Linked DNA regions of Hordeum vulgare: region 1 is linked to region 2. The links are chromatin contacts, called in public Hi-C maps. All regions are on one chromosome and are shown on one strand. The core of a region is the stretch at or near the end of the contact, and the rest is flanking DNA. Distances in the headings are between cores, read along the strand shown.

Region 1 (5,286 bases), core at 707-3,206, 42 kb before region 2:
GAAATCTTTGTTTCCGGCAGCACCGGCGGTCGTCGCGTAAGGCGCAGCAGTGTCCATGTGCAGCTGAGCAGACCCCAGGGCGAAGGAGCCACCGCCAGTGGCGATCGCCGGATACGGCGAGTGGTTGTGGAAGGCGGCGGTGGCGTGCTGCTGGGACTGGGAGTGGGAGCTGGCGACGAGCTGCGTTTCCACAGGCTTTCTTGAACGGTTGCGGCCGCGGTGCATGTGGCGCTCGCAGTACTTGGAGTCCTGAGCGGCCTCCTTGGAGCACCGCCACTTCTTGCCGTCCGTCCGCCGGCACCGCCCCGGCTCCGGATCCAGCTTCTTCCCGAAGTAGGACCCGTACCCAACTGCAAACAACGAAAAACACCCACGTCAAGAATGCTTTTTCATGATAAATACCCCATACATCTGTACGCACTTGGAATGTGTCGGTGCTCATCCGGAGGGACCAAGAAATCAACTCAGGAGGAGACGCGAGATCGGAAGAACGGAGACGCGTCCAGTCCAAGGCCGTAGCAGGTAGCAATCAATCATGACGCCGGCCGGCCGGAGGGACGGACGAAGGCGGTCGTCCTCGTCCTGGATCTATCTGTGTGCCCACCCCACCAAACCAATCATTTACCCCGCAAGAAGGAAGGAACGAAGGAAGGAAGGACGTATGCGAAATAATTTCCGGGGAAAGGAGGAGCTGTGCGTGGTTGATTGCCGATCTTTTTCGTCGGGGGTCCATGTGATGCGATGCAGGATGGATCGGTGAGATCGGCCGTGGCAGGACATGACCAGCGAGCGAGCGAGTGAATGCGTGGGTGAGGCTCCCAACAACCAGACAGGAATAACCCCCTTGCCACGGAAGGACCAATGGAAACTAACCCAAGACTCGACTAGCGCCATCTAATCAAATCATAGCACATGACATGACATGAGAATGAAATCCCAAGTAAATTAAAAGACCCGGCGAGGCAGGGGATGCTTGCTGGATGGTGGTAGGTGGTGATGGTAGGAGCAAATCTTTGAACAGGGGCACGAGGCTTGCTCGGATTAGAATAATGAGACTTTTGCTCGGCCAAATCCGGGGAGGGATTAACAAATGACCGGAGCAATTAACAAAGAGATGGGAATCATGGGATGGGGGTCGAGCACACCTGAATCTCTCGATCCCAATAAACAAGCCGGGCAAATCGCATGGCGAATGCAAAAGCAAGTGCTCGATCCGAATAAACAACCGGGCAAATCGCATGGCGAATGCAAAAAAGCAAGTACTACTCCTGGCCGGGGTAGGAGGAGGAAGGGATGGGGTACGTACGGGCGTGGTGGTGGTAGAAGCGCGAGGCGAGGGTCTCGAAGCCGCGGCGGATGGGGAGGAGGAGGTCCTGCGGGACGGGGACGCCGGCGACGAGGTACTTGTAGATGAGCGCCTGCTGCTCCAGCTCCTCGTACTGCGCCGCCGTGAAGGGCGCCGGCCTCGCCGCCCACCGCGCGCCGCTCATCGCGTGCTGCTGCTGCTGCTGCTGAGGATGAGGATGCTGATGCGCCGCCTCCTCCCCTACCCTGCACACACGGAACACAACACAGGCGCCGGAGACGGTCACCGCATTAGCGAACCCCTCGAGCTAAGATGGAAGCAGATACGAAGAAAGAAGTGAGGCGGTTGGCCGGCCGGCCGGCCGGCTTACGAGTAGAGAGGGGAGGAGCGGCAGAAGGGGAAGATGGGGGAGGAGCGGTGGTGGTCGGCTGCCGGCGACAGGGAGGCAAAGGGCATCGCCATATATGCTTCTCCCTCCCTCTCTCTCTCCTCTGCTGCGGCTGCGGCTGCGGCTGCTGCTTGGCTCCGGTCCGGTCCGGGGCTGGGCTGGCCTCTCTTTTAATGTGCCGTGCTTTTGCCTTTTACTACTACTTGCCTGGTGGCGCTGTGTGTGTCTCTTTCCCCTCGCTGCGCAGGGCTCGATCTGCCTGGTGAGACTCACACGACGACGGGGTGGATATATAGCGTGAAGCGCTGGCGATGGGCGCAGCAGCGGCAGCACCGTGTGGGGGGTGAGGCCGACACCGTAGGCTTCCAGCTTACAGAGGCACAACGAGCGGCAAAAATTTCGTGTTTTGACCATTTGTCAAAAGTTTAGCAGGATGCGATCCTGCTTCGAAATTTTTTCGGGATTTGACCGTTTTTCATTGTTACACAGGTTGGCGATAGGTTTATAGGTATCTGACAGTCGAGTAACAACAGCGGCCGTCAACTGCCAGCCGAAGGGCTCACGTGGCGTAACGGCCGTACCGCCAAGTATAAGACGATAGGATGCAAGACCTTACCATTAGGAACTATGGCGGTAGGAGTCTGACCTCGTGTGTAAAGTTGTTGTAACGGGAATTCGTTTATATAATGGTAGGGTTTCACATTCTACCGTCAAGGTGTATGACGGTAGGGTCTGAAAAACTTATTTGAACTTTATAGTTTCAATTCAAGCGAAAATTGCTTTTGAAGACCGAGCTTCATGGAGGCCTTTTTACAAAATTCAGAATTTGCCAAAATACATATTTTTTATAATTCTAAAAAAAAGTACACACATACATGGAGTCATAATGTACATGTGTGTAAATTTTCAGGACAAATCTGTTAAAGTGAGGGCTGTGTAGAAAAAGATAAATCTGAGGCACTTTATAACTTCAGTTGGAGGGTGTGGAATTATCTTCAGATCTCATGGCCTGCTAGTGACAATATGGCTGAGATTGCTTTTGCTGCCACACGGGACTTCCAAAAACCTTTCTTTGCTGAGATTGTGTTCATGACCTGTTGGAACATCTGGACTGTTAGAAATGATAGAGTCTTCAGGAATATCAGGCCCTCTTTCAGGAGGTGGAGAGCCACTTTTATCCATAATATGTCTCTTTAGCTCATAGGATTAAAGTTAAGTTTAAGGATGATATGCTTAGATGGATCTCCTTTTTACCTCCTTGAGGTGAGTCTTGTACTTTTCTACATCTGTACTTTTTTAGTTCCTTTTCTCTTTTTACCTCATGCGTATATATTGTATAAGTTTTGGGAATAAAAGTTTTTGCCGTGGGGTGTTACCCTTACAGTTCCAAGTCAAAAATAATAATGATACTATTCATCCTTAAAATCCAAAAAATTGACTTTTTTGTAGAGGTTGCATTTAAACGTATTTTATCCTGAATTTTTACACACATATACATTTCATCCTTGTATAGTTGCTTATCTTTTTTTGGATTTTTTTCAGTTTAGAAAGTTTGAAGTTTGAATTTGTTTTCAAATAATATGCTTCATGGAGTTGGGTCACCAAGACGCCATACTCTCCATGTGCCAATTCAAGAAATTTGGCACAACAATTCAATAGTTGGCAAATGAAAAGTATGCAGATCACACACATTTTAGTATGCATCACACCTCGAAAGATACTTCATTTGCACACAAAGAACAAATAGTTCATCACACTGAACATATCAAACCGGTTTACATTGTCACACATAACAAATTGGCAGCAACTAGTTTAACACAGCAAAGACCAACTAGTTCGACAATACTAAGTAGTTCTGAATCATAGCCAACACGAATAACAAATAGTGTTACAGCATATCTCCCCATATGTGGTTTGGTAATTGATGACAATTCCTATGGACTAATGGTTGCCTTAAGTTATATTTATATGATTTGTCCATAGGCACTTCTTGAAGTCCATCTGTTGGGTTCAAGGAGTTATATGATGACCAAGGTGGTATTCAAGGTATTATCCAAAGAATGGTCATAGAGACACAAGGTTGATCCAGATCGTCAGACAAAGAGTAAATCAAGATGATCAACACACAAAGCGTACAAGATGTACCGACGGGGATCAAGTGATCCCATGGTATGGTAACCATTTTTCATTACGTGTTTGTGTACTAACCCATGGTCTTTATGAGAGTTCTATGTGGGGTTAGGTGTGTTTCCATGGGCTTGCGTCAAGAGGAAGATCTCATACAACCCATGGAGAATTATGTCAAGTGGTGATCGTCATCAAGATTGCGATGTGCAAGTTTAAGTGGATCATCACGAAGATATCATGCTTGAAGCTTGTCGTCCATTGTGGTGGCAATGGACTTGTGAAGATATCTTGAAGAGTGGCTCACCCATAGTGTGTATGTGTGACATCCCGAGACCGACGCTCGAGAAGATTCCCTCCTTTATTCCGTTTCCGTCGTGTGGCTATTTTATTTTGTTGGTTGCATCGTCATTTAGTTTGCATCATGGCATCTTGCATCATCTGTTGCGTGTGTGTGTTCTGAGTTATGAGTGCTTCAAATGCTCTCAGAGTCTTTAGTGCGATAGGAAACTCCCCTCTCCTCTCCTAATTCTTTTGAGGCAATTCCAGTTTCTAATTTTGCCCAAATAAAATGTTCCTCCTCTTTCAAAAAAATACTCCCTCTTATTTGGGGCAACCCTCTGGTTAATTTTTCGCCTTTTGTTTTATTTAAAACCAGCGCCTAATTTTATCTAAAAAAAGGGGTTTGATTTTTGTTCTTCAAAAATGCCCAGTCTATTTTTTTATAGTTGGAGCATGTTTTAAGGAGCCCAAAGGTATTTTTGTTTTAGTTAAATTCTTCTTCTTTTGGTTGTGGTATTTTCTTTTTATAGCGGCTATTTTTTTATTTTGTGCAAGGCATTTTTTTTATTAGTGGGAGAGAGAGAAGCCCAGCCTGTAGCGAGCTGGGCCAACGCCGAGACGGCCCGCCGAACCCTAGCGCTAAGGAGCGAGCTCCTCGCTCGTTTCCCTCGTGCCGCCGCCAACCCCTTCCTTTCCCCGTCTCGTTCTCCTCGTTCCTCTTCTCCCCATCGTTCCCTCCAGCGCCGCCATGCATGGTGCCCAGGAGCTCGTGCCCGAAGCACACCAGCGCCGTTGCCCGAAGCCATGCAACGCTCTGCTCATCCTCTACGACCCCCCCCCTTTCCTCTCTTTCCCATCTCATCTCTCTTCTCATCCTGTTCAGTAGGTCGCCGTGGTGACCGAGCTTCGCCTGTCGCCGGGAACCAGCTCCCTCGGCCGGGTTCACCCGAGCCCTGCTCGTCGTCGCCTTGGCCTCCCGCCGGCCGCGCCGCCCTAGCCCCTGCCGGAGTCGCCACGCCGTCGAGCCGCGCGTGGGGTCCTCCGTTGCCGAGTCGTTGTGCTGCTGCTCGCCCCGCGCTAGGCTGCTGCTAGTTTGCTGTGCATGTTGTTGCTGCCGATGCAAGCTGGCTTGCATCTTGTTGCTGCCGTTTTTTGCCTTGCCGTTGATGATGCTTGTGCCGTTGCT
Region 2 (5,163 bases), core at 2,181-4,680:
CGCTTTCCATGAACGTCGAGCAATCAGGGTCTTCGGCTGTGGGCATTGGTTGTGTCATTCCATTGAATAGCTTGCGGGCGCCGACAAAGCTTGCCGTCGGAAACGACCGTGGATGCTTCCTTTGCGTCCCATCGGACGTGTGGCCAGCGCCACTATACCCCGGCGTCACATTGAGGTTGATGACACCCATGGGCGTGGCCGGAGCGACCACGCTGCCCATGGTCGAAAGGCGACGGACCGGGTGCGATGGACGAGTTCGGCGACCTGAACTAAGGAGGATGATCGCTCGACGAACCCGTTTTTGCCGCGGCCGTGGCAACGACCGGGAGGATGGTCGGCACTGGTCGTGCCCACACAAGCATGATAAGGGCTTGTCCCTTGATGACGATGGATTCCTTCTGGACGTCAGCAAGATGCCGCGCTTGACGCCACACGCTGGCCTCGATGGCGTGGGCCTCAGGCACCTTCAACTCCTTCGCCTTTGCCCGCTGGCCCCTTCTATTCGCCGAGTCGACGTCGAGTTTGACGATCTCCTCCGACATGCGGTCAGATCGAGGCTTCCTCGGACCTTTCTTTTTCACCGCGAGGCGTGCGGCCGCGGCCTTATCACCGGGGTTTGTCGGGTCACCGTCCATGAAGGAGGGAGGAAAGGGGCGCGTGCTGTCCGTTTGATCGCAAACGCGATCCAAATTTGAAATGAAAATTTATCAAAAGCGAAATGTTGATTTTTTTTCTTCTCACGCGTTGGGCCGCGGTTTGCGTTTGTTTATCCCCAACAAACGAGGCTCGCGCATGCTTGGAGAAACCAGAAGAAAAGATGTCGCGAACCAGACCTCCTCCCGTTTGCTTCCTGCCCGTGCCACCACCAGCAGCCACCTGATGCAGGGAGTAATTTTGGGATTCAACCGCTGGTAGTACATCGCAGAAGAAACGATAGGTGCGCAATGATTTCGTGTGTCCCTCGACGCGCATACGTGGTGGGTGAGGCGGCGTCCAAGCGAACTGCGCCGTACGTACGCGCAGCGCACTTAAACCCGTGTGCCGGCCATGTGCGAGGATGACAGTGGAGATCAATCACAAACCCCCGGGACACCAACAAGATAAGAAAGACTGGGTCTCGGTGTGTTTGAATCATCTGTGCAAAGATCCACATGAACGCGGGGTCCCTTCGTGGCTGCGCCTCACAGTAATGCAAAGGTGGCGCGGGGCCCCGTGTACGTATGTACATCGAGTCAGTCGACCCCGGCCGCAGTCGTCTGGCCACCAGTAACAGTAACACGTAGTACCTCTACCTCTGCGTCGGGGTAAAAACAGGGAGGCGCAGGGGAGGGGAAGATGACGAGGAACAGCGCACGCACGTGATCGCACGGGGAAGAGGAGGCATGCTCAGGACTCTGTGGCTGCGCTGGCGAGTGGGCCCGAATGACAGTCTCAGGAAATCTGCGTCGATGAAGAAGAACCAAACTGGTGTCACGAACGGCTCTGTCCTTTTGAAATTGAACTTCCGGGCTCCAAAACCTCCCGTGACCTTCGTTTGTAATTTTTACTGGTACTACCGTACGTACTGTATGTACATAAGTGGGGGGCTGGAGAAAGCTACGAGGGCGGCGACTGGGCTGGGCGGGTCAAATGGTCAGAGATCGATGCCTGCTTCCCACTTTCATAAAATTGAATGACAAGGGGAAGGGGTGACTTTCTCGCCATGTCCGCCTGCTGGGCGCAAGGAAACGGGAGCCCAGCTGTGTCATCAATGATGCCACAGTAGCATCATAAACGTACTAGATTTTTTTTTCTTCCAAGCGCAGCGGTAAATTACTCCACGTTAGAACAGGCTACACCCAGTAGCTGTATTTTACTTACTCAGAGCTACTGTACAGCCTACTGATATACACATGCACAGTATAGTACAGTACCTAATGCAGGATTGATGATACCACTAGTAAACTGGCCCGTGACGGGAGTCGGGAGACCATCCAGCGCGTCCCACCGCACACCGCAATGCCGACGATGGACGACTCGTTTTGCTTTGTGGTTGATGATGATGATGATGACAGGAGTATGGGCGGGAGGCGGCTGGCTCGATTGACGCCCAGCTAGGCCAACCTAGCTAGCTGTGGCCGTCAGGAGGCCAGATCCCTTCTGGGTGACAAGACATGTACCAGCAGCACCTGTCAGATCCTACGCGCGCAGGCAGCTGACCCATGCCAATGCCATGCATGCTCCCACCACCGGCAACAGCACCTGAACCCACCCTTAAAGCTGGCATTATCAGTAGCTTAACGCCTTTTCTTTCAGAAACACTGAAATTACCAAACCGAACCTTTGAGATCCATTACATCGTCGTGTCAGTTTTAGCTTCACTAATACCCTTTGAGATCCTGTTGACGCAGTAGCGGTACCAAGTTAACAACAGCAAGCAAACGATGAGTAACATGCATGCATGCATGCATCGAATATGGAAAGCCAGTCGAACGAAGGACCTGGTTGGATCCATGTCCTAGAGTTAGGCCCTCTTTGTTTCAGAAATTCTGAGACTTTTTTTAGTCCCAACTTAAAAGTCTCTAGTTCTTATCCATTTGTTTTCAGGGACTAAATACGGAGTAGAGGTTATTAAATGACATGTAAAAAAACCATGTTATCCTTAGTAATGTATTATTAGTTATTAAATGACATGCTAAAAGTAGGGGCATTGTTGAAAAAAGTGCCAAAAAGTCTCAAAAAGACCCTCCCATAGAGACTTCTCCAAATAGTCCCAAATACCTATTTTTAGTCCCTAAAAGTCCCTCCTGTTTGTTTCACATGGGACTTTTTTTAGCCCTACACCAAAAAGTCCCTGGAAACAAACACCCTCTTAGTTTGAGCTAGTTTGGGTTCAACTAGCCCTAAAGTATCCAAACATAAGGATTAGATTGAAGCTAGTTGCATCTAACTCACCCAAAAAAACTATCCCAACCAAAAGGTGCTAATTGGAGCTAGTTCTCATGAGGTTCATTAAAAAATATTTTTCTCTCTCTGCACCACCAGTCAAGAGATGCTAATTGAAGCTAGTTCTCATGGGACCCATTAAAATATCACTTTTCTCTTTTCATAAAGTGCATCTATTGTCAATCTAACCCTTTCATCCAAACACCTATTTGACTAGAATTAGTTTAGGGTTACTCATCAGCTATAAATTAACTCTAACCACTAGCTAAGCTAGAGTATCCAAACAGGCCGAAGTAGGAATCACTCAAACGATCACCGCACCAGCACCATAGCGGCGAGCTTGCGTGAGGCGACGAGCGACAGGTTGGAAATGGAGACGGGGGGCCCACCGAATCATGGACCCCCTTTCGTTTCGTTTCACGACGGTCGATCCACCACATGGGACATGGGCTGCGCCTGCGCGCCCAAAACGGGGGCCGGCTCACGTGGCGCAAAGGCGGCCCGGCAGCGGGTCGTGGGAGAGGAGGCGGCAGAGTTCAGTTTGGTTGTTACACCGCTGCCTCGCTCGCGGTGGTTGGGTTGGGTTGGGTTGGGTTGGGTGGAACGTCGTCTGTACGACGGCTGCTGCCGCCGATGCGCCGACAGGCTCGCCCGCTCGGGCCTGGGGGCAATAGTGCAGAAAGGAAAGGCTAGCTATCTCCCGACGATGATCCCTGGCCCTTGCCTGAATGTACTGCTTGATCCACCGGATCGGTAGGCCGTTCTGAAGCGCGTTTGTACGACGATCCAGATCCTCTGTTTATGGGTGACAATGATGTGTGAACCACTGTGTCGTGGGATCGCTTCGTCTGTGGATCCAAACCCTAGAATGGAGTGTGGAGCGGTTGATACAATAAAGAATCTTGTCTTAAATCATTCCAATGTCAGTAAAACTATATGTAGGATGTGTTGTCAATTAGTCTTATCACTACTAAGTAAATATAGTACTTCCTTTATACCTTAATAATTGTAGTTGGAGAGTGCTAGTTTAGTTCTTTCCAACTATAACTATTTAGGTACCAAGGGAGTACTAGTTAGATGCCAGGCATCCTTGAATGTGGGAACTATGTCTCGCTTATGGCGAGAGCTAGCTCTGTCTGGCCCGAACCCGCTCGGCTATTTTGCTCGCCTTAGTAGACTGCCCCATAGCGATTTTGAGATGGTTCTGTACAACGGTACAAATCGAATTTAGAATCTTTCTTGCATTTTTTTACATTTTGTAAGTGCATCTAGTGTCCTTTAATAATTTTTGATGTATTAAAGACTTATAGGTTAAATGACTAGTGTGTTTACGAGTGTACACAACTATAGTTCCCTAAGGAGTTTGGTTATCAGACGGATGTTGACCCCTAAAAATGAATGTCTTTAACTGAAGACTTTGAATACTTTCTTGAAGACTTTGAAAGTGAATAAATTGGTGTGATCTTGAAGATATTGATGCAAGGACTATGAAGCATGAAGATTTTTATTTTTCGTAGTTTCATTTTCTTTCTTTGTCTCATAGGAAACACCGTTCTGTTCAAAGGGGTCGAGGTAAAACTAAGAAACATTTCCAACTAATGCTCATCTCAAAGCCTACACATACCCAATGCTTCGGGTGAAGTCTTTTAAAATCTGTTATAGTTCAGTCAAATTCATCACTCACAGAGACGATATTCTTCTCATCTCTCAGAACATTTGTTCTCACTAAGGAGATAGGATTTCGCTAGTGCGAATTGCCTACGAGTGAGGAACATGATAGCCGTGAGGACTTTCATAGTTCGAAATTCCGACCGTTGATGTGCTTAGCGTCAGCTGTCCCAAATATCTTATCCACATAACGGCCATATCATCGGAGGCATTTATGTCATATCATGTCGGGTTGCACCCTGGCTATAAATTGCCATCCCCATAATTACTAGTTGGTTGGCTCCTACGAGAGAGAACTTGACAAGTGTCATTTGAGAGCAAAACATCCTCCGAGGACTTCGAGTGAAAATCATTAATGAGGAAAAACCAAAAACTCCAAAAACCCCAAACCCAAAGTGATTGAGCATTATTGAAGAGATTGTTCCTGTGTGAAACTGATGCTTGTTACCTTTGAAGACTGTGTATCTTCCAAACGGCTAGGCGTCATGGTCTAAAACATCCAAGAGGATTTGTGGACTGCTGGAGGACCGAGTTTGTGAGGGTTTGGAAGTCTGCCCTGAAGGCTTACCA

Evidence for each region. A called contact is a pair of places that touch in the nucleus more often than the background predicts.
Region 1: a contact with region 2 is called in a Hi-C map of leaf, with 3 times the contacts expected there. The contact joins the promoter of LOC123427726 here to the enhancer-like site in region 2. A contact is called at or near these places in 3 of 6 Hi-C or Micro-C datasets (leaf and seedling) and 1 of 1 datasets of contacts at active chromatin or transcription factors (embryo).

Annotation. Positions count from the first base shown.
Region 1 is chr2H:607,223,919-607,229,204 of MorexV3_pseudomolecules_assembly, reverse strand. It overlaps LOC123427726 (growth-regulating factor 3-like), which reads right to left and starts at 1,956. Exons shown (of 4, transcript XM_045111843.1): 1 at 1,677-1,956; 2 at 1,307-1,551; 3 at 1-350. The coding sequence starts at 1,768.
Region 2 is chr2H:607,183,793-607,188,955 of MorexV3_pseudomolecules_assembly, reverse strand. No RefSeq gene overlaps it. Among protein-coding and RNA genes, the nearest start is that of LOC123430763, 13 kb to the right of the region's middle. Within about 2 kb of position 3,430, at least 3 of the 3 cell types and tissues checked have open chromatin away from gene starts, as enhancers often do. A contact at or near this core is called in leaf and seedling, where this site is marked.